Regions from separate parts of the Mus musculus genome. Here region 2 is linked to region 1. The links are chromatin contacts, called in public promoter capture Hi-C maps. All regions are on one chromosome and are shown on one strand. Each heading gives the region's core, a stretch centred on a gene start, on an enhancer-like site or on the middle of the called end of the contact. The rest is flanking DNA. Distances are from core to core; before and after follow the strand shown.

What was found. Promoter capture Hi-C pulls out the DNA fragments that hold promoters and counts their contacts.
Region 2: a contact with region 1 is called in a promoter capture Hi-C map of pre-B cells, with 6 times the contacts expected there. The contact joins the promoter of Smg8 here to the promoter of Myo19 in region 1. A contact is called at or near these places in 2 of 39 promoter capture datasets (cranial neural crest and pre-B cells) and 1 of 115 datasets of contacts at active chromatin or transcription factors (large pre-B cells).

Annotation. Positions count from the first base shown.
Region 1 is chr11:84,878,893-84,881,462 of GRCm38.p6, forward strand. It overlaps Myo19 (myosin XIX), which reads left to right and starts at 1,278. Exons shown (of 25, transcript NM_025414.4): 1 at 1,278-1,619. It overlaps Pigw (phosphatidylinositol glycan anchor biosynthesis, class W), which reads right to left and starts at 1,393. Exons shown (of 2, transcript NM_001077636.1): 1 at 1,336-1,393.
Region 2 is chr11:87,085,496-87,088,065 of GRCm38.p6, forward strand. Smg8 (smg-8 homolog, nonsense mediated mRNA decay factor (C. elegans)) reads right to left here and starts at 1,282. Exons shown (of 4, transcript NM_024262.1): 1 at 1-1,282. The coding sequence starts at 1,258.

The DNA of each region.
Region 1 (2,570 bases), core at 28-2,527:
TAGTACACAGTTTTATCTTCAATATAAGGCAAATTCAAAACAAAAGTTGCTTAGCTCCCAAACAACTGTGTCTTGTTTTTGTTTGTTTCCTTGAGACAGTTTCTCTGTGTAGCCCTGGCTGTCCTGGAACTGTTTTGCATACCAGACTGGTCTCAAATTCAGGCCTCTGCCATGAGAGTGCTGGGATTAAAATCATCACTGCCCAGCTCTTTTTGTTTGTTGGGTTTTGACAGTGTCTGGCCATGTATCCTGAAACTTAATATGTAGATCAGTCTGGCCTTGAACTCACAGAGATCCACCTACCTCCCCGATCCCCTGCAATACCTAAAGGCATGTGCTACCACTGGCTGCCCTTCCAGAGGTCCTGAGTTCTGTTCCCAGCAACCATGTGGTAGCTCACAACCATCTATAACGAGATCTGGTGCCTTCTTCTGGCATGCAGGCAGAACACTGTATACATAATGAATAAGTCTAAAAACCACCACCACCACCAACAAACCATGTGTGTGGGGGGGGGGGGGGACGACTTCAGGGAGAGAGAGAAGTTGTAAATGTATTTTAGAGTTAGGGCCCTTGGTTTCAACATTGGGTACATAAAGAATGCATGAGCCTCGGGTTGCTCTTTTCCTATTTTACACACAGCCATATTTTCAGATTAAGAAGCAGGTGGACAGAATGGATGCACAGTGCATACCAGCGCCAGTGGCTTCTTTTTAATGCAACCTAAAACCTGTCACATTTTAATGTCTGAAAAGTTGCACCCTGAGAGAACACATCCGACAGTCAGATGTGAATTGATGTCCCTGACAATACACCAGCACCTCACCGTAAGTGGCCCTGCTCTTTTGGCCTTTTAAGTTTTTTTCCTGGCAGACCTGGCCACAACCACGCCCTGCCCACGACTGAGGGTCTCCGGCGTGGACAGAACAGGCTCCCACCGCAAACTGCGGGCACCCTCCGCTTCCGCCTCGCGAGCCGCGCTTCCGGCCGTCGCGGCTCAGCCTGTTCTTCCGGGACCGCAGATTCCGCGCGCCCCCGCCGGGGATGGCAACAGTCCGCACCCCGCCGAACTCCCCACGCCCTTCAGGGTCTTGAGCTGGGTTGGGCCGGGTGCTCTCCAGACCTAGCCGCGCGGCGGGTCCGTGGGAGGGGCGTCTCCCCTCCGCCCCAGGGCGAGGCGGGTTAGGTAGAGGGTCCCCGGAGCCCGCGTCAGCCTCGGGCACCGCGACCTGCAGCAGAGCAGCGCAAGGGCTCTCGGGAACCGCACTTTCCCACCCAGAACTCGGGAGGCCACGGAAACGCCACACCTCACACCCCGGACTCAATAGACCTCACCTCGCGAACAGCCCGCTAGCCGGAGCCGGCGGCCTGGGACGGGCCACGTGCGTCCCGCGCCGCGTGTGCACGCCCCGCCCCTGGGGAGGAGCCGGCGGGCTCCGGGCCATCGAGCCGCGGTTGCAGTGCTCCGCCAGGCGGCCTGGAGCTCCCGGCTTTCTCTCCCGGCCGCTCCCGCGCTCTCTCTCCTCCACGGGCTCTTCCCGCTGCCTCACCCTGCCCACCCGCCCTTCCAATCGGCCTGGGCTGGGACTACCACGCTGGGCGCCCGGGCCGTGGGACCGGTGAGTGCCACTCTCCACCTAGATCCAAAATCCCACACCGCCTGAGGAGGTAGGGAGGTCGGTGAGTCGCTCAGCTAAAACAGAAGGAGGCGTCTCACTTTCTAATTCAGCATTTCTCTTTTTACCCTCTTATGACCAAGGAGGAGGTAACACACAGCTCGTGGCTTTTGCCCAGGGCAAGGACCTTCACGGTCACTTTTCAGCTTGCCAGCAGGGGGCCGGAAAGGGGGTGTTTCTGGCTGACCGAGGCTGGACGTCTCTTTCCTTGTTCTACCCAGGGACGGCGGGAGAGACTTAAGGAAACTGCGCCCTTGACTAGGGTCATAGCCACCTTCCCAGAAAGGACGCGTTCTCTCAGTACCAGGTGCTTCCGGAGTGGTATCCCGGCCCTGGGCACCTTGGGCACGCTGCCAGTGCTGGAAGTGCTGGATCCGTCCAGGAATCTGGAGCAAAGCAGGCTGAGCCCCCATCCTCACCCCCCAGGACCCAGCTCTTTTCCTTATAGCCCTCCTTCTGTACTTCTTACAAAAAGAAATCCGAAGCAGAGGCGGAGAGGGTGGCAATCTGGTTACCACTTGCCTTGACTTGGTTGGTCCTTCACATACTCATTACTCTCCTCTGCCTACTGTGGTCACACCCTTTCCAGAAATTCTTGGTGGTAACCACGAAGAGGAGGGAGCAGGAGAACTGGAGAAAACTGCTTTGATCTGATTTGACTTCAACCAGGAGCTGACGCTGCAAAGTAATAACCAGCATTTACCAAGCTCTCTCGCAGGTCTCGCCCGTACGAGCCATAATTTTGCGCTTTGTGGTATGGTATTATACCATTGGCAATTGTATAAAAATGAGGCTTAGCTCCTGTAATATATTCTAAGAAGGTTGTGAGCTTTGGATTCTAACTTAAATGCGCTGTTGTGGTCTCCTGACTGGCCTCCCTCTCAAGATCAGCTT
Region 2 (2,570 bases), core at 32-2,531, 2.2 Mb after region 1:
GCTCCACGTGCTGCCACAGGAATTCTCGAAGAGTGAAATCCACTAGCTGGCCTGAAGAACTCGAGGTGCTGCTATCAATGTGGAAGGAGAGCTGTTGGCGGCTGTGCTGTCTCATCGCTTGGTACCGCCTAGGTCCAGAAAGGGGTGCGGGCACCAACAACGATTCTGGGTCTTTCACGGTACAATGGCTCCTAAGCTGGTCCAGCAACATGCCAATTGGGTCCTCCTCCTGGCTTCCGGGGACTATGTACACAAAAGCTTGGTTGGCAGGTACCGTAAAGAGGCAGTTGATACTCTGATTAGTCAAGACTCGACTCTTGCGAAAGATTCTATAGATCTGGTCCTCCAGGGCATGCTGCAGCCTTCTTTTGGGAGAGTGCTTCTTGGGTTTATCTGGATGAGCTGTATCCTGGCTCCGAGGCGGTTCCACCTTAAGGGCCCCATTGAGTTGAAAGAGGAAGAGGAGTCTAGGTGGGCAAGGTCGGCAGTTTAACTTCCAGTCTTTGCCAACTGGGCAATCCTTAATGGCTGTTTTGAGGAGGGGTAGTACTTTCTGTCTCAGTCCATCCAGGGCTCTGAATACACGATCATAAGTGATGTCAAAGGAACACGTCGGATGGACCAGGAGCAAGATATGACAGACAGAGAAGAGGTAAAGGAGGCTGAGACACTGTAACTTCTCCTGATGCTTCCAGAACTCGTGTGTTTCTGCATGAGGTAAAGAGAGGCCCCCTCCGGCTTCACCGCTCTGGAGGGCCCGACAAGCACGCAGAAGCTGTGAGTTGTCACAGATGGAAGTGAGAATAAGATACAGAACTTTGCTTTCCTGATTGTAATAGGCCTGCAAAAGACTGAAGTCCTGGGGACCTGGCTCAGCTCGGTTACCTTCCGCCGTAGCCATACCTCCGCGAAGTGAATCCCCGGCTGCAGCCCCGGGGTCTCCGGCTCCTCCCGCCTCTCCGACAGAGACAGCTTTGGTCTTGATTCCAGTTCCTGGATCTCCAGGATCCTGATGGTGAAAGAGTGGGAAAACCTGTCGATCGCACACAGTATTCACCAGAGAGAACTTCTCGGAGTTGAGGCGCAGAGCCGTCTTGCCGAAGATTCCCACCACGCAGATCTCATCCTCCCTCCACGGGGGCTCGGGCGTGCCAGCCGCGTTTCCCCCGCCTTCAGCGGAGGGGCCTCCAGGACTCTCAGAGCCCAGCCAGGCCGACGCCCCCATGAGCAGCTCGCGCAAGCTGACCGGCCCCGCCATGGCGGAGAAAGAGCTTCCTCTAGCGTTCTTCCGGTCCCTCGCTGATCCCAACCCACCCGGTCCTATTGTGAAATCCCTCCTCCGCCTGTTAGTCCTTGAGTTCCGGGTGTCTGTCCCTCCCCCCAACACTCCCTTCCACCCCTTTGCCTTTTCGTGTCCCTTGCAAGGTCTTAGCGCTACGTTTACTCAACTCGAGTTTAAGATATCGAAAGCTAGATTGGTTGCCGTTTCAGTTTTAAAGAATACGCCAAAACCCACAACAGTTCCAACTGATTCTTCTAACAGCTCAGCGTGGGTGGTTGATCATACTCTCACCTTTTCTGAAGACTGAGGCAGGAGAATTTCTTAATTTCTTTTTCTTTCTTTCTTTCTTTCTTTCTTTCTTTCTTTCTTTCTTTCTTCCTTCCTCCTTCCTCCTTTCCTCCCTCCCTCTCCTCTCTCTCTCCCTCTCCTTCCTTCCTAACTTCCTTCCTTCCTTCCTTCCTTCCTTTCTTCCTTTCCTCCTTTCTCCCCCATGCCCCCATTCTACCTCTTAAATGCTGCGATTAAAAGCATGCACCACTACCACCCAGCAAGGAAGAAGGATTCTTGAGCACAGCAGCTGTGCTAGCCTGATAACATACCAAGACCCTGTCTCCATAAAGAAAAGAAAACAAAAAAGAAAGGACAGGAGGGAGGAGCGAGAGCACCAAACACATTGTTGCACTTCTGTGATTCCAACATTCAGATATTGCTCTTACAGAGAAAAGGAGCTCTTGTTTTGCAGCACCCATGGCCTGCAAAACACACACACACACACACACACACACACACACACACACACACACTCCAAAATTAATCTTTAAGAAATAGAAGACGTGGAGGTGGAGAGCTACGTGTCTAGTATGCAGGAAGTCCTGTGTTCTATCCTCAGCACCAGTATAAACTGGGTATAGTGGCCCATGCTGCAAACCCAGCACTTGGGAGGTGCCAGAATGATTAGAAGTTCAAGATCATCCTGAGCTATGTCTCAAATTCAATGCCAGTCTGAACTGTAAGAAAACTGTAAGTCGTGGTGGCACGCTCCTTTAATCCCAGCACTCCGGAGGCAGAGGCAGGCGGATTTCTGAGTTCAAGGCCAACCTGGTCTACAGGACAGCCAGAGCTACACAGAGAAACTCTGTCTCGAAAAACCAAAAAATAAAAAAATCTGTTTCAAAACAAAAAGATAAACATCAACAAAAGAATTGTAGAAAATTCTAGGGAGGCAGAGGCAGGTGGATCTCTGAACTGAATTTGAGGCCAGCCTGGCCAACAGACTGAGTTCCAGGAC